2 separate regions of the Sus scrofa genome follow, and region 1 is linked to region 2. A link is a contact called in public HiChIP or PLAC-seq data. All regions are on one chromosome and are shown on one strand. Each heading gives the region's core, a stretch centred on a gene start, on an enhancer-like site or on the middle of the called end of the contact. The rest is flanking DNA. Distances are from core to core; before and after follow the strand shown.

Region 1 (4,776 bases), core at 2,197-4,696, 74 kb after region 2:
TCAAAGGGCACTTTGCAGATGGGATTCAACAAAAGATCTGGAGGGAGTTTCCTGGTGGCCTGGTGGTTAGGACTTGGCCCTTTCACCACTGGGGTCCAGTTTTGATCCCTCCATATGCTGCGAGTGCCCCCCCAAAAAAATAGTGCCATTTGCAACAACGAGGATGGACCTAGAGATGATCATACTAAGTAAGTCAGAGAAAGACAAATACATGATATCACTTATATGTAGAATCTAAAAAATGAAACCTATATCTACAAAACAAAAGCAGACTTGCAGACAAGGAGAATAGATGGTCTGGGAACTGAGATCCCACATCAAGCTGCCTGCAGGGTGTGCCCCCCCAAAAAAATTTAAGGATGTAGAGATGGGGAGATGGTCCTGGATTATCTGTGTGGGCCCTAAGTATCTTCACAAGCTCTTCCTGGCCCCACCAGGGCCTCCAGAAGGAACCAGCCCTGCCCACACCCTGAGCAGCCCCACAAGACTCATGTCAGACTTCTGATGTCCAGAACTGTCCAATGAGTATGCGAGTGGTGTTTGCAGCCTTTGTGTTTGTGGCCAGTGTTACAGCAGCAGCAGGGAACTCGTATGGGGTTCAAGGAATTCAAGGCTGCCCTGAATAGACCCCAGCTTGAACATTTTCCTGAATTTTGGTCCATTTCTGGCCGTGTTCCACTGCTGTGCTAATATTCACAGAGAAAACACTAGAACTGAATTCTCTACCCACTGTGGCCCAGGGCCTTTCCACCCGCTGCACACACAAACCCTTTTGGTCTTGCGAGTTAGGTATCCCCACTTTACAGGCAGCTGGCCTGGCGACACTGAACTCCAACTTGGTGATGGAACCTGGGTCCACTGGCCAGCTCCTCAGTCCCTCCCGTTTGATCCCTTTGCCTCTCTAGCTTTAATTTCTGCTGTACAATAAAGTGATATATATATATATAAATATATATATATATATAAATACACACACAGAGTCATTCATACATACATATATGCATGCAATCTTTTTTATATTCTTTTCCATTATGGTTTATCACAGGGTATTGAATGTAGTTCCCTGTGCATTACAGTAGGACCTGGTTGTTTACCCTCCCTATATGTAATAGTTTGCATCTGCTAATCCCAAACTTCCAATCCTTCTCTCCCCAACCCTCTCTCCCCCTTGGCAACCACAAGTCTATTCTCTATGTGTGCAAGTCTGCTTTTGTTTTGTGGATATTTTATAGGTGTTGTTTTTTAGATTCCACATATAAGCGATATCGTATATGTGTCTTTCTCTGACTTACTTAGTATGATCATCTCTAGGTCCATCCATGTTGTTCCAAATGGCACCGTTTCTTTCTTTTTTGGGAGGGGGCACACCCGCGACATATGGAGGTTCCCAGGCCAGGGGTCCAATCGGAGCCGTAGCCACCATCATAGACCACAGCCACAGCAACACCAGATCCGAGCCACGTCTGTGATCTACAGCATAGCTCATGGCAACGCCAGATCCTTAACCCACTGAGCAAGGCCAGGGGTTGAACCTGCGTCCTCATGGATACTAGTCAGATTCGTTTTCGCTGAGCCATGATGGGAACTCCTGTTTTTAGTGTTCTTAATGCCTAGTGTGTGGTGAACATATACACAGTAGATGGTTAAAATAATTGGATGTATCCACTTTTGTTGGATCTGAAGATGAAACATTTAGGGTGGGGATGGGGAAAATGAGTGGCGGGGGTCAAAAACTACAAACTTCGTTATATAAAGTGAATGAGTCTGGGATTGTAATGTACAAGCATGGTAACTACAGTTAACAACACTGCATTGCATATTTGAAAGTTGCTAAGGGAGTTGGTCTTAAAAGTTCTTTTTTTAAAAATAATTTTATTGGTGAGTTCCAGTCGTGGCTCAGCAGAAATGAATCTAACATCTATGAGGTTGCAGGTTTGATCCCTGGCCTCGCTCAGTGAGTTAAGGATCTGGTGTCGCCGTGAACTGTGGTGTAGGTCGCAGACGTGGCTAGGATCTGGCGTTGCAGTGGCTATGTCATAGGCCAGCAACTACATCTCTGCTTTGACCATAGCCTGGGAACTTCCATATGCCACAGGTACGGCCCTAAAAAGACATAAAAAGATTTTTTTCCCCCAGGACCCCACTTGTGGCATATGGAGGTTCCCAGGCTAGGGGTCTAATCAGAGCTGTAGCTGCCAGCCTACGCCAGAGCCACAGCAACGCCGGATCTGAGCCTCATCTGCAACTTACACCACAGCTCATGGCAACACCAGATCCTTAACCCACTGAGCGAGGCCAGGGATCGAACCCGCAACCTTATGTTTCCTAGTTGGATTCGTTAACCACCAGGCCACGAGGGGAACTCCAAAAAAAATTTCTTTTTTATTAGAGTATAGTTGATTTACAATGTTGTACCAATTTCAGTCTTAAAAGTTCCCATCACAAGAAACAAAAAATCTGTGGCTATGAGAGGTGATGGATGCTAACTAGACTTACTGTGATCATTTCACAATATATACATATATCAAGTTATTATGTTGTACACTTAAAATGAACACTATGTTGTATGTCAATTACATCTCAAAAAAGAAGATTAAACATTTGAAGGAAATGGTAAGAAAAAGAAGGTGCAGTTACAAATTCAAAATGAGATGCCACAGGAGTTCCCTGCTGGCATAGCATTTAAGGATCCAGCGTTGTCACTGCTGTGGCTTGGGTCACTGCTGTGGTGCAGGTTCGGTCCACGGCTTAGGAACTTCTGCAGGCTGCTGGTGTGGGAAAAAAAGCTAGATGCTACAGAAAACCTGCCTCTGGACACTTAGTAATGAGTATTTGCTGTGTATCAGGCACTGTGATTTAGACTTAAAGTCTGCAAACCATGGCCTGAGGGCCAAATACCATCCAAGGACTTTTTGTTTGTTGGCATGGCTCATGAGCTAAGAACACATTTTGTGTATTTCTTATTCTTTTTGAGCCCCAGCATGCAGCAGCTTGATGTGGGATTTCAGTTCCCAGACTAGGGATGGAATCCAGGCCACAGCAGTGAAAACACTAGACCATCAAGGAACTCTCCACCAGCTTACTTTTTTTTTCCGGTTGTGTCAGGGATCAAACCAGAGCCGTGGCAGTGACAACACAGCATCCTTAACCACTAGGCCACCAGGGAACTCCACACACTGATTCTCTTTTGATGACGTTTCCAAATCAAAATGAAACTATGAGGACAGAAACCAGAAGAGAGGTTGCCTGGTGGGTAGGGACAGAGAAGGGACCCTCGGGGAATCTGGGGGCTGGAAATGACCTCTATACATCGAGATGGCTACAGGGAGTGTGTCCATATGCAAAAACCCACTGAGCTGTCCAGTGAAGCTTTAGTAGACTTTGGTGCCCATGAATGACACTTCAGCGTAAATCAAGAAAGAGAAAGTAACACGCGGTCAATGAGGGAGGAAATGGGCCTTTTTGTTCACTTCCAGCCGGGGGATGGGAGTGAAAATAGCCACACTATTTTGGACAGCAATCCGTCAGTGTTTAGTAAGAGTGAGAATGTGTCTTCTCCACGTCTGAGAAGTCCCAGAAGTTCCCTTTCTCCGAAGCCACCCTTGAGAAATGCTGTCAACCAAGTCACTGAATCCTTTTATCAAGCCCAAGAAGCAGATTACAAGGGAGGGAAATTGAGGCCCGCCTCAGCCGGCTCACTTGTCATCCCACCTCATGGCTGATAAGTGTCAGAGTAAGGAAAGGATCTGAACCCAGCACTGAGGCTCTCCCTTCCCCCGAACTGTGTTCATAACCACCTCCCTAGAATGTGTCGATGCCTGCTTGGGGGGAAGAGTGGCAGCAACCAGTGTACCCAGTGATAGTGGACTCAGCAACTGTAATACAGCCACGCTTAGTGAGACCATAACACACTTAAAAAGGAACAAGGTTGGGGGTTCCCTGGTGGCCCAGTGGTTAAAGATCTAGGTTGTCACTGTTGTGGCTCTATGACCGCTACAACTCGGATTTGATTCCTGGCCCAGGAACTTCTGCATGCCTCAGGCACGGCCACCAAACAAGCCAAAGAGCAAGGTTAGGCTATATTTATTGGCTTGGAAAAATATTGGAGACATCGTCAACAGAATAAAGCTAAATATAGAAACTATCTGTGGGAGTTCCCGTCGTGGCGCAGTGGTTAACGAATCCGACTAGGAACCATGAGGTTGTGGGTTCGATCCCTGGCCTTGCTCAGTGGGTTAACGATCCGGCGTTGCCGTGAGCTGTGGTGTAGGTTGCAGACGCGGCTCGGATCCTGCGTTGCTGTGGCTCTGGCGTAGGCCGGTGGCTACAGCTCCGATTCAACCCCTAGCCTGGGAACCTCCATACGCCGAGGGAGCGGCCCAAGAAATAGCAACAACAACAACAAAAAGACAAAAAGACAAAAAAAAAAAAAAAGAAAGAAACTATCTGTCTGGGGTCAGCAAACTGTGGCCACTGTCTAGCCTGCCACTTGGTTTTGTAAATTGAGGAGTTCCCGTCATGGCTCAGTGGTTAACGAATCCGACTAGGAACCATGAGGTTGTGGGTTCAATCCCTGGCCTTGCTCAGTGGGTTAAGGATCTGGCATTGCTGTGGCTGTGGTGTAGGCTGGCAGCTACAGCTCCGATTAGACCCCTAGGCTGGGAACCTCCATATGCCAAGGGTGCAGCCCTAGAAAAGACAAAAAGACAAAAAAAAAAAAAAAAAAAAAGACACTGATAAAAACAGTTTTATGGACAGTGCCACGCCCATTTATTG
Region 2 (4,795 bases), core at 2,055-4,554:
CTCTGCCGGACCAGGAGCTGGATGGTGTCATTCAGGCGCACGTCGTAGTCAAACAGAGTGTGGCCGTCCTCCATCTGCAGGGACATGAGGCGAGGTAACTGGACACAGAAAGCACCAAGGGCAAAGGACCGAATCCACCCTCGTGGAGAGATTGAGCTGCAACAGACGGCTCCTGGGGCTACAGCCACCCCTCCCCCAAATTCCCCAGGTCCTCTGAGTGAGTGCTGTCACTGCTACTGTGTCTCGGATGTCCATCCTGGGTGTCAGGGGGGTTTAATATTTTATGGGCTTTAAAACTTTTGTTGCTGTAACAGGTGTCACCTGTATACACTGGTGCTCAACTGAGGGCCATCCTGCCCCCAGGGGACCTTTTCTGGTTGTCATGACAGGGTGGGGATTGCCCAGATGGCCCCCACGGAGGGTGACTCAAACCAATGCCCACAGCACTGGCAGGTGGGTCAGGGGAGTCCTGACCTGAGTGAACAAAGGGCACGTGCCCCCTGACATCCACCAGGTTCCTTGTGAGACTTTAGCTCAAACCTTATCCACTCAGGCCACCTCTCTTTTTTTTTTTTTCCCTCTTTTTGCCTTTTCTAGGGCTGCTCCCGTGGCATATGGAGGTTCCCAGGCTAGGGGTCCAATTGGAACTGTAGCCGCCAGCCTAGGCCAGAGCCACAGCAACGCGGGATCCGAGCTGCATCTGCAACCTACACCACAACTCACAGCAACTCGGGATCCTTAACCCACTGAGCAAGGGCAGGGATCGAACCTGCAACCTCATGGTTCCTAGTCGGATTCGTTAACCACTGAGTCACGACGGGAGCTCCAGGCCACCTCTCTATTAACTCCTCTATCCTAATCCCACCCACACTGTCCTCGCTGACGGGGAGCCCCCCAGGGCACACCGCCAACACCCAACAGGGACCCTCATTTTACACATTTTGCTGGATCCAGATGACCCTAAGGTAGGCTCTACCGCAGCACCGCAGACAGCTGGGGCTCACTCTCCGATGGGGGCAGGGCTTTACGGACAGCACAGGGGGCATCCCTGGCCGTACCCTCTGGATGCTGGGAGCATCCCTAGTCATGACAACCGCCAATGGTCACCCAGTGTCCCCTGCGGGCAGAACCACCGGGTTCAGAAGCACTGCCCTAAAGGAAGGAAGAAAAATACACCAAATATCAACTTTCCCTCCCTCCCAATTTTTAACCCAAAGCTGATGATTCAAAGGGCTAACTGCCATTAACATGCAAACAGCACCTGGGGTCACAATGAAGGCTAGCCCCAGGGCACAGTGTTAACCTTTATTCATTGCAAACCTGAGAATCTGAGGGCTGACCGCCTCTCTCCCTGAGAAACACACATCTGAAGACATCAACAGTGGTCTGTAGCTGCAGGGGCCACAAGGGCCCTCCGAAACCCACCCTGGAGGTCTGACCCACGCCACCGGTTCACCCAGAGCCCAGCAATAGCCCCAATTTCCCCAGCACTGCCAGGGCCCACAGGGGACCAGGGAGAGGTGACCCACGTGGTCACAGTGGCATGAGCACAGGAGCCCAAGGGTGGAGCAACTCAGGGTCCACTGATGGATGAATGGATCAACACGGTGTCGTCATCCTCACGCTGGACGTTACTCATCCTTAAAAAGGAGAGAAGCACCAACACTCGCTACTGTGTGGATGGACCTTGATAACACGACGCTCAGTGAGAGAAGCAGGCACAGAAGAACACTGTGTGATTCCAATACAGAAGGTCCCGAGGGAGCCATAGCCACAGAGACAGAAAGTGGATTCGTGGTAGCCACGGGCTGGGGAGGGGATGGGGGAAGGGAAATGACTGAAAAAAGGTGCAGGGTTTCCTTTGGAGGTGATGAAAATGTCCCCAAGTTGACTGTGGTGATGGTTGCAAATCTCCATCAACATACCCGAAAACCAGTGAACTGCAGACTTTAAATGGGCTGATTGCATGGTATGTGCATTATATCTCAATGAAGGTTTTTTTTGTTTTTGTTTTAAAGAAGCCAATAGAAAAGGATCAGTAGTTGCCATTCAGGGATTAGAGGGAGGGAGGGATGAAGAGGTGGATCACAGAGGACTTTTAGGGCAGTGACACTATTCTGCGGGCTACTATAAAGGGGACACGTGTCACTATACATATGGACTCTGGGTGTTAATGTCAGTGCAAGTTTATCACTTGTACCAAATCCACCACGTGGTGAGAGACAGGTGTGCGGGGGTGGGGAGGGGGTACCGATGGGGGACAGGGGGTACATGTGAAATCTCTCTCTGTACCTTCCTCTTAGTTTTGCTGTGAACCTACAACTGCTCTAAAAAATAATTAATAAAAAAAAAAAAAGTGGAGAAAGACACGTGTTCCCAGCAGCACGATGACAAAGAAACCAGCGGAGGGCAAGCCAAATGTCATTAAAAAGGATAAGCAAGACACCAGCACCTGGTACCCAGCATCCCCACGGTTAGGCAGACACCCCTCAGCCCTGCAAACATCTGGGCAGTCTTTCTCTGTAGGAGGCCAGCCCGCACACTGCAGGGTCCTGCCCACGCCCCCCCCAACCCCAGTCATGACAACCACAGATGTTCTCAGACACTGCCCAGTATCTCCAGTACGTCCAAATCATCCCCAGGGACCCTCTGGAGAGTACCCGAAGTACAGGGACCCCTGCGCTCACAGTAGGCTCACAGACACATCATTCACAAGCAAGACTGTGTGTCTCTGCCAAGACATATCACACCACTGTGCGTGACAGTTAAAGGCAGAAATGTAGATGTGTCTCCCACACATGGCAAGGGAAGCGGAACGACTTCAGAGGATGGGAAATAAACCAAGTGGAGGGGAGAGGGGACAGGGGGAGGCAGCGGGAGGGGTGGCCAGGGAGCACATGGTGGGACTTCTGTTATACAAAGAGTGCTGGGGGAGGGTGTTGCTGAGCGTCAGAGATAAGGGAGGGAGCAGAATGCACCAAAACAGCAGCTTGTGGGGAGGGTGTGTGTGTAGGCTGCAGGAAAGGAATGGGCTGAGGGCTGTGTCTGAAGGCAATAGGAAGAATCCTGATGGAGCCAGGCAGTGCACCCACTCAGCTCCTTCCTCCTGGCATTTTCTACCCAAGAGGCTGTGCCTGAATGAGCCCCTCACGTCTGTGCGGGGCTGGGAAGCCGGGCTTCCCTTCTGGGCACACTGGACAGAGGTGCAGGCAGAGCCAGCTGGGCACAGGAGGGGGTGAGCATGCTGAGCCAGGCTGGCCTGGGGCTCCACCTCCAGGACGGAATGCATAAGCTGGTCTGACTGCTTCCTGAGGCCACTTGTGGAACGTTCTAGAAGGGCCCCACAGAGGGCAGGAAGGAGCTTGCACAACCACTTACTACAGCGAGAGGGTGGGTGTCCCGGGTGCCCCTGTCTTGACCCTGCTTGCCCAAAGCTGGGCACAGACTGCCAGGAAGTGAAGGGCAGAGGGCTGGGTCCAGCGAGGGGACAGGCCATGGCCGCATTCCTTCTAAGATCTGAAAATTCCAACTGGTGCCTAAAAAAGCTAGATATAGTGAGTGACAGGCGAGCTGCACCTTACTTAGAGGCTCTTTTGTTAAAATTAAACCTCACAGTTAAAATCCTGTATAACCAAAATTCCCAGGGAATATCCCTTAAACTGCCTGTAGTCAAACCCGCACCCAGGGTTTGGGGCCGAGGATCCTGCAGGGCAGCTTCAGGTGTAAAGGCAAAACCGCCCGCGGCATTTAGATCACACCTCCTCTCATCCGACTGCGCTTCCTGGACACTTGGCATTCTGGGCCATGCGGGTGTGTGAAGTGAAATAAACACACAGACCGTGTGACAAGTGCCCTTTCCCTTTGGAAGCTTGGAATCAAAGCTCTCCAGCCAACAGTCCCTGCCCACTTTCTGTCCCCTCAGGGAAACTGGGGGAGGGGGGTGACTTTTCAGGTGCTGAGTGCTGCCCAAAGACAAAAGGAAAGAAATGCCACCGGGCTGGGTTGGGAGTGGGTCTCCGGGTGGCTTAGAGGCAGTAATTTTTGGGGAAAGGTGGAGGGGCTGTAAGGCAGATAGCAGGGCCCCGAGGAGGGCAGGGCATCTGTGAGAGCCTGAACAGTAAGCAAGTGAGACACTGAGGGTGCAGCCCCAGCCCCTGCCTTCCTGTCAAGGCCACCACAGCAACTTGAGGTGCAGGCCAGACAGATGAGAGGAGAGGGAAGAAAAGACACCAAGCAGGACCCAGCCCTGGTGGAGGGACAGAGGGGCAAGCATAGCGCACAGCATCTCAAGCACAGGCACGACTCTCTCTTCATGTCCCCTCCCCAACAGATAGGATTGGTCCCAACAAGTGAATTTTGCCCTTTGACCCCACTGGGCCACAGCTGGAGGGGCATTTGGGGAGGGTCTGTGAGGCTCAGGCTACTGTGTGGTGACATCGTGATGCCACTGGCCCTTTTCAGACTATCACAGTCTGGCGGGGTAAAGAGCCTGCCCCTCAGGAAATGTACATGCATGTTTTCTCGAGCTGTCAACTTTTCTAGGCTTCCAATTGCTACCACAACAAAAATAAGACATGATCCACGGGCACAAATGCTCTTTGGCATCCCCCTTCACTTTGGAGAGTGGAAAGGGGTCCGAGAACAGTGTGAGCACCCGTGCCCTGGGGACACCCGCAATACCAGGGCCTGGGGACACGGTCCGGTGCATCCCAGGGCAGCCAGACTAACCTGAAGGGACGACCCAGACCTGCCACCCAGGATGAGGCTTGGGTGTAACTATCACACTCCAGCCAGC

Evidence for each region. HiChIP or PLAC-seq counts read pairs in DNA pulled down with a chosen protein or histone mark.
Region 1: an H3K27ac HiChIP or PLAC-seq map of alveolar macrophages shows a contact between it and region 2. The contact joins two enhancer-like sites. A contact is called at or near these places in 1 of 5 promoter capture datasets (skeletal muscle), 15 of 47 Hi-C or Micro-C datasets (blood, embryonic fibroblasts, fetal liver and 9 more) and 2 of 2 datasets of contacts at active chromatin or transcription factors (alveolar macrophages and skeletal muscle).

Annotation. Positions count from the first base shown.
Region 1 is chr2:73,995,710-74,000,485 of Sscrofa11.1, forward strand. No RefSeq gene overlaps it. Among named protein-coding and RNA genes, the nearest start is that of TICAM1, 6.5 kb to the right of the region's middle. Within about 2 kb of position 3,447, at least 16 of the 83 cell types and tissues checked have an H3K27ac peak or open chromatin away from gene starts, as enhancers often do. A contact at or near this core is called in alveolar macrophages, liver and retroperitoneal adipose tissue, where this site is marked.
Region 2 is chr2:73,921,562-73,926,356 of Sscrofa11.1, forward strand. It overlaps UHRF1 (E3 ubiquitin-protein ligase UHRF1), which reads right to left. Exons shown (of 17, transcript XM_021084038.1): 3 at 1-74. Among named protein-coding and RNA genes, the nearest start is that of ARRDC5, 12 kb to the right of the region's middle. Within about 2 kb of position 3,305, at least 34 of the 83 cell types and tissues checked have an H3K27ac peak or open chromatin away from gene starts, as enhancers often do. A contact at or near this core is called in alveolar macrophages, liver and retroperitoneal adipose tissue, where this site is marked.